Regions from separate parts of the Mus musculus genome. Here region 2 is linked to region 1. Evidence: chromatin contacts called from public ChIA-PET data. All regions are on one chromosome and are shown on one strand. The core of a region is the stretch at or near the end of the contact, and the rest is flanking DNA. Distances in the headings are between cores, read along the strand shown.

What was found. ChIA-PET counts read pairs in DNA pulled down with a chosen protein or histone mark.
Region 2: a contact with region 1 is called in an RNA polymerase II ChIA-PET map of memory CD8 T cells, with 8 read pairs. The contact joins two enhancer-like sites. A contact is called at or near these places in 5 of 115 datasets of contacts at active chromatin or transcription factors (CD8 T cells, the SCID.adh cell line, effector CD8 T cells and 2 more) and 3 of 9 other capture datasets (adipose tissue, liver and pancreatic islet).

Annotation. Positions count from the first base shown.
Region 1 is chr1:182,221,430-182,225,427 of GRCm38.p6, reverse strand. No RefSeq gene overlaps it. Among named protein-coding and RNA genes, the nearest start is that of Gm33887, 34 kb to the left of the region's middle. Within about 2 kb of position 1,362, at least 17 of the 459 cell types and tissues checked have an H3K27ac peak or open chromatin away from gene starts, as enhancers often do. A contact at or near this core is called in memory CD8 T cells, where this site is marked.
Region 2 is chr1:182,356,769-182,360,739 of GRCm38.p6, reverse strand. No RefSeq gene overlaps it. Among named protein-coding and RNA genes, the nearest start is that of Fbxo28, 17 kb to the right of the region's middle. Within about 2 kb of position 2,404, at least 43 of the 459 cell types and tissues checked have an H3K27ac peak or open chromatin away from gene starts, as enhancers often do. A contact at or near this core is called in memory CD8 T cells, where this site is marked.

The DNA of each region.
Region 1 (3,998 bases), core at 113-2,612:
TGAGAAATCAGCTATGAGACAGGCTGAGTTATGAAAGGAAGTTTACTGGGGGGCGGGGGGGGAGGGAGACAAGGAGAGGAACAGGGACCTGGCAAGGGGTAGAAGCAGAGAAGGGGACAGAGGACAGAAAGAGAAAAGAGAGAGGAAGAGATAAAGGAGGGAAGGGGCTGACCAGGGACATGTGGGGAAGAAAGAGAGGAGAGAGTAGTTAGAGAAAGAGAGAGAGGACTAGCAAACAGAGACAGTTTTAGGTTAAAAGCACAAACACTCTTTAAAGCAAGCTCAGGGAAGACAGAAAGCTTCTATAGAACAGAAGGGGCAAAGCTTTCCCGATCGCGATTTTCAATATGACTACAAACTGTGGAAGAGCGCTCGGTGTGACTGCACTCGGTAAGCAGAGGGGTTTCCCCTCCATCCATATGGCTGCATGTGTAGAACATTTAGCAGCGTGAGAAGCACTTGTAAGTCGATACTCAGAGGACAACCAAAGGAAGTTTAAAATCTCGAGCTTGTGATGATTACAGCAGTGGATAGTACTGGACAGCTTTCCCAGAGTTAGACGAACAGCTTATCAGAACTCCATTGATTAATGTGACCACTGAACTTTTTAAGTCTTAATACAACAGTAACATAGTGAGGGGAAGAAATCTGAAGCATTTTTCTTTTTCTTTCTCTCTTTCTCTCTTTCTCTCTTTCTTTCTTTCTTTCTTTCTTTTTTAAAGATTTATTTATTTATTATATGTATGTGAGTACACTGTAGCTGTCTTCAGACACACCAGAAGAGGGCATCAGATCCCCATTACAGATGGTTGTGAGCCACGATGTGGCTGGGAATTGAACTCAGGACCTCTGGAAGAGCAGCCGGTGCTCTTACCTACTGAGTCATCTCTCCAGCCCCCTAAAGCATTTTTCATTCCTTTTATATCCCTTTAAATCACTTTATCACCGTTTAAGTTTTCACATCACATCCTCCAACCTTCATAATTTGCACTTACCAACCATAAAATGCCTTCTTAGTCCCTAAAACACTGTCTTCCATCCTCACAACCTAAGCTTCTGTATGCTCAGACCTTACAGAAGTGGAACACCTTTTTTCCTATCCAATTATTCACCATGAGACACCCGGGGTTGATTACTGGGAGCAGTCACCATAACGTGAGTTCCTTTAGATAAGAGGAATAGTAAAAATAGTTTCTTTGAAACCTGTTTCCTGAGTCTGGTAACAAGATAGACCCAGAAGTAGCAGCTCTCGGGGTCTAAGGCCTGTGGCCGGATTTTTTACACATCAAGAGACCTGAGAAGACATCTGAAACCTTGGTTGTTACAGTTCAACTGATATATCTTGTATTAGTCTTTTCACCTGAGTAAGCAGGAAGTGCAGACCAAGCAACTTCCGAGTCTATTAAAAAATGATAGAGGCTTACTGACTACCCGGGACAGTCACCCAAGGTTTCTCTGTGGTTGGTGGAGCATCTGTCTCCTGCCACCAGGCTCAGAAAATTTGACAGACTCTCCTGTGAAGCAGGAAATTTGAAGGACTGTCCTATCTTGTCCAGGAAAAGTGAGGCAGTCAACTTTCCAGTGCCCTGCAGATCCAGTTTGGACAGTGTGCTGTTAGCAGTCAAGGCTAAGGTCAGTCTGGCCCACTAGCTGGCTCTGCCACATTAAAGCAAGCTTCAGGTTCCTTGGAGGAGTGGTACTGCCAGGAGCTAATGTGTCTCTCTATCGTGAAAAGCCTTTTTATTAAACATTTTAAATGCTGTATTCTGCAGATCTCTGAAGTCTTTGAGGACTATCTATCTAAAGCGTCTCTGAATAGGCAAGCTTTGCTTGTTTCTAGTTACTTTGAAAATCTATACAAGAGGCTTCATAAGGCTTGTTCATGTAATTAATGACATCAGTTCTCAGCATGACTACCGATATGTTTCTGAACACATGAAAGGAATTGATCATTCATAAGGTTACTGACTATCAACTTGCAGTTTTTAAATTATCATTAACTGTTTAAATAATTTAGTAGCTTTTATAAGGACTAGGACTTTACATTATACCCCTGTTAGGTTTATCCACTTTGAATTGAAACTATTCTAGTATCAAAATAAAACTTTAATCATAGATAAGGTCCACAGGGAGACTGACAACTTTCCTGGTCCTGAAAATGGGCACAGTGGAGAAACCAAAATAGCCATTCCATGGGAAAAGGGAAAAAGTTTATACTAAACCACCAAGGCTGTCTGGGAGGAGGGGGACTTGTGAGCTGTAGTGGGGCCTCGAGGCCAGCATTTCCTTGATAGGTTAGTAGGCACCTCAGTCATATGTCAACAGAAGGGCCACAGTTTGGTCCTGCCAGAGATAAGGAGGATGACTCAAATTTTAGCAAGCAGGAACTTTCTTCAAGTCCCGGAGGGAAAGGGGGCTTTTGTCTAAATACCCAAATTGGGGAAAAGGACTTTCTTGGAGAACCAGATGCACCATTGTAGAATAAAATAGTTTTTTGAATCGTTTAATTTATCCAAACAGCTAAGGTTTAAAAGACAAAGAAGCTAGAGCGATATTACTGTGAACCTGTGGAGACCTTAGGAGTTCTTAGATCTTGATTATCAAATAAGCCTTGTTCATTAAACATATGTTGCTACTTCTCTGCATTTTCGACCAGCTCGGTGTTGACCAATTAGCCTACATAGTTAGACATACATTTAAATTAGCTTTTATTAATCTGAATAGATTTTTTTTGAAATTTTATCATCATGTACTAAATATTTTAAACCAGAGTTGCATTAAATATTATCACGGCTCAAATTGAGCCATTGGTAGGGTGGCAACCGTCCCTTGTCACCCACCCAGTGTTCCAGATCCCCAAAAGAAAGACACACATCCACAGCCTTATATTTAATATTCCTTAAACAACACAATGGTTGGCTACTTCCAAATATCCCCTCTGCTAACACACTCTCTTCTCTGATATTCTTGAATTATTACTCACTAAAACCTATATTCCATCCTGGCTGCCAGGGACCCAGGCCTGCAAGCCTTTCTGAGCTATGATCCCCAACTCTTACATGTTGACAGTGTTTCTGTCCCTCTGGCCTACACTTCTCAGGCCAGGACCTTCTCTTTCCCCAGCAATGGTGATTCTCTTCCTCTGTCCGGTTCCTTGCCAGGGAACCTCTAAGTCCCACCTCTTTCTCCCTGCCCAGTCATTAACTGCCAACAACTTTATTTACCAATGAGAGCCAACTGGGAGAGGGACCAGCAGCATTTTTCATGCAGACATGTGAATTTCTGTGTAATTTGGGAACTGATAATACAAGCGTTAAACCAAATCCACAACATTTGAATCACATATACAGTGTGTTGTGTCAAGTGTAACTTTGAATTTCTATCATCATACAAAAGTCCATAGCAATCTAAAATATTTGAGACTTGTTGTTGCTGTCTTAGTCTAAAAGGAGATACAATCACCCACAGAGCGTTCATTAGCACTAAGAAGCTCTGCAATTGTTGCTTTATGCCGTGTGGTCTTCTTAAGATGGTGAAATTACATGGCAGGTGGCAAGCCATGTGGACATTTACATCCTAATGAGGTTACCAGCTGAGATGAAGGAATGCCACATGGTTGTTTTGTTTTGTTTTGTTTTTAAACATTTGTGTTTCTAGTAGTGATATATATATATTTTTTTGTTTGTTTGTTTGTTTGTTTGTTTTTCGAGACAGGGTTTCTCTGTGTAGTCCTGGCTGTCCTGGAACTCACTTTGTAGACCAGGCAGGCCTCAAACTCAGAAATCCACCTGCCTCTGCCTCCCGAGTGCTGGGACTAAAGGCATGCGCCACCACGCCCGGCTATATATTTTTAAAATGAGAGTTGCATCCAAGTTACATGCACATATACATACAGAATTAAAGCTAAGTTACATAAATATACATGGAGTTGAATTTGAGTTAAATCTACACATATATAGGCCCTAAACAAGAGTTGAATCATATGTGTGTGTGTGTTT
Region 2 (3,971 bases), core at 1,155-3,654, 130 kb before region 1:
CTTGCCTAACATACACAGGATTCTGGGTTCACTCTCCTTAAATCTCTTCCTCCCGCAAAAGAAAGGAAAAATAAAAGGGAGGTGGTGTGTTGTGCTGCTACAATCAACTAGTCAAAGTAAAACCGACGGTATCCAATGTTTATGTAACTCTTGAGGCATGATGCCAAGCGCTTCTCGTACACTCCATTCATCTTCAGAATAACTCGATGCCCCAGAGTCTATCCATGTTGTTGGAATTGAAAGCGTATCCAAGTTAACGGACCTGGAGAGGCCAGTGGCAGATATGTCTGAGTAGTCCGGAGGTTGTGGAGGCGGGAGGAGCAAGTAGCTGTGAACCCCAGAGGACCGATCTAGCTTTATCCAGAAGATATTGCAAGGACTCACCAGTGGCTGGAGAGACTCTAAGGGACCACTCGCCAGGGCGTGGACACGCCATAGCAGGCTCTTTTCACAGAAACCAAGTCATCATCGCACAGAAAAGGCTTCCCTGAATTATTCTTCTGTGTGTATGTGTGCACATTTATGTGCCCACAGGTGCAGGCTCGGGGGATGTCCGTGAACACATGTCCACTCATGTAAGGAGGCCATCGGTGACGTTAATGTTGGGTGACATCCCTTAGGTGTCATCCTGACTTTTTCCATGTTTTCATTAACACAGGGTCTCTTATTGGCCTGGAATTTGTCAAGTAGGCTAGGCTGGCTACTCAGCGAGCCCCAGGGAGCAACCCCTCTCATGTTGCAAAGCAACTCTACCAACTGAGCTATCCTTCCAGTCCTGAAGGTATTTTTTTTTCTAATGTATGGTACCTCAAACTATGTATCTGAGAATGAGCTTGAATTCCTGACCTTCTGTCTCCACCTCTCAAGTGTTAGGAGTTCAGGCACTCACCATCATGCCAAGCTAAAAACGTTATCCATTATAATTATTATTATTATTATTAATTATTTTACTCCCCTCTCCTTGCCTTGGCAAACACTTTATTCTAGGTTGCAGTAAGCCACAAGCAAGGGTCCCTCGAAGCAAATTGCCCTCTCCCCTTCTAACCAAGTCACAGAAAAGATGAAGACTGACAAACAGGATGGAAGACTGTAGACAGCAACTGAAAACAGATCAGACTACACTGACGTCTCGTTATGGCCAAGGCAAATCCTTTGTGGTTATGCAGTCATTCAGTAAAGGTCTAGTCAACTCCAACCAGGCACAGACACTAGTGACACAGCGGTATCTCGCTAGCTCCCCATCTCCCTGGGTCCCCTCTGTCCGTCCACTTCATGCTATAGGTCTTCAAGATGTGGCTATTTCTTAAAAGAGAAACAGGGAGGGAGGCAGGCATAAGATAGGACGTCAGAATGAGTACTCTATTGGTTGACCTAAAACTCCACTGAACTTTCCTCCGGACGGTACTTCGCCTCACCTGACCTAGATTCAGGTATGTTGCCTCATCCACTTTAAGCGGTGCTCGGCACCTCAGCGACACGGCTTAGCACAGAACAGGAGACAAGTGAGCCAAAGAGCAGCCCAAACCGTAATCCCAAGAAATCTTAATTCTGCAACATTTGGAGAGTCCCTGGTCATGCTGAAGGAGTACAACTGTCTACGCCAAGAGCCGAAGTTCTTGTGAGTTATGGCTCCATGGCTCTTGACTTACTCAGCCACAGAAAGATGGCATGCTCCTGTGCTTGTGCGTTTCTGTGGATGAATCAGGAATGTTCACCCTGGAGCCATAATTAGTTTGCTTTCTGTTTGTCTAAGACTTGTCTTTTTCAAAAAAAAAACCCAAAACAAACAAACAAACAAACAAACAAACAAACAAACAAAAACCACTTAAGGTAGAACTCGACTATAACATCTTTACGGAGAGACTGAATTATCTGGGTGGTGTTCTCTAGCCTTCAAAAAAAGGGATTTGGGGGCTGGCGAGATGGCTCAGTGGTTAAGAGCGCCTACTGCTCTTCCGAAGGTCCAGAGTTCAAATCCCAGCAACCACATGGTGGCTCACAACCATCCATAACGAAATCTGATGCCCTCTTCTGGAGTGTCTGAAGACAGCTACAGTGTAACTATATGTAAATATATGTAAATAAATAGTTTTTTAAAGGGATTTGTACAAAGAAGAAAGGGGAGGGGGAGCAGGAGGAGGTGGTGGAAGAGGGAGGAAGGGTGAAAGAGGAAGAGAAGGAGGAGGAAGGAAGGAAGGAAGGAAGGAAGGAAGGAAGGAAGGAAGGAAGGAAGGTAGGAAGGAAGGAAGGAAGAGAAAAGGAACATACATACCTAAGTGGCATTTGCAGTTCTCTGCGTCAAAAGAATAGCATTCAAAATATGCACAGTGAGGCCAGTGTTTTGCAGAGGAAAGTATACTGTGTGCTATGTAAACACACAGTATACTTAAGAGGAAGTGGGTTTCTTTTCAAGCTATAAAGATGAAGGTGATATTGTCAGACCCAGTGCTGTGATGAGAGGGTGTGTCAAGCATTGTGAGAGGAACCATTTCCTGCAAGAGTTTAGAATGTGGCCTGAAAATAAGCTACTTACAATAAACTACTCACCAACAACTGGTTCTACATATGGCTAAAAACATCATTTTTCATTTAATGGCTTCTTAGTCTAAGCTTATCACAAATTTCCTTTACATTAAAGACATTTCTGGCATCTGTCACTTGGACTCCCTAGGGAGAACATTTCACTGGGGGAGTGTGTGTGTGTGTGTGTGTGTGTGTGTGATTGGTATACAGGAAACAAGCCCGAGAGGACAAAGCCACTTTTCCTGGGTCAGTGCAATAAGAAGCAGCTAGAAGCCCTGTTCTCGGATGACAACAGACCTTCATTGCCTCTTCAAAGTTCAAGCTTGAATGACATTTAGGTGTTGGGATTATTTAAATGTAAATGGGAAGAAAACTGGGTTTTAGCATTCCTAAAGCTTGAAACCAACTTTCTGGATTCTAATGGAAATTTCAATTTAGGTTTTCCATATTTGGATCTTGTTCAAAGATATTCCTACTAACCATGAGTGCGAATAGGCTTTGGTGGTTAATAAGCAGCCATCCACCAACTTGTCTGGTAGAAATGGACCTGCTGCTATGAATGTTTAGAGAGCAACAGCTGAGTGGTGCCACCTTCGGTGACAGCATCTCCAGGACTGATGCTCAGGAGCTGCCAGGCTAATGGGGAAATAAAATGAAATGAGTGGAGAACTGGGCACCAGTGGGCATATGTGAAGCACAACAGAATTCAAGGCTTGGCTTGACCTATGACCTATGAACTATGGCCTGAAGCACATTGCTTCACCTCCCTCTGCCTCAGTTGCTTAATGTGTAAAGAGACAAGGGGATGTTGGGGCAGTTTACTTCCTATTGTCAGGGAAAAGGAAAAAAAAATAAACTCAAAACATTCTGATGAGTACAAAAATCCAAAATAACATTTATTCCTTCTTCTCTCTCAAACAGTAAAGCTGTAAGTATTTTCTATAAACTCTTTTAACAATCTTTTGGGTTGCCACTGTGTTGGTCTCTGAACATGTCACAGTTCTTTAGAGTTATTGTGAATTTGGAGGCTTTTGTTTTGTTTTGTTTTTCCTGTGTGTTTGTTTGTTTTGTCTTTTGCTTTTTTGTTTGTTTGTTTTGACAGAGTCTCAAACTCTCTTCAGAACCAAATGTTCTTGAGCCTTGAGCTCAAGAATCTCCCACCTCCGTTTCCTAAGTGCTGGACTTTTTCTGTAGAGACAGAATGTATCTGCCTGCTGGTACAATTGCATCTGCTTTTCATAACGGAATGATTGGACGTTATGACTAACCTTGACTCCAAGCACTAACCTTGTCTATTTCCTGAAGGTCAAGTTGAAAGCTCTAAACCTGTAATCAGTCACACCGTTGGTCTTTCTAGTATAGTACCCCAGACTCTGAAACTGTATAGACCTGAAATGAGTCAGTCCCTTAGTTAACACAGATGCTGTTGAGCCTACTCACTGTGACTA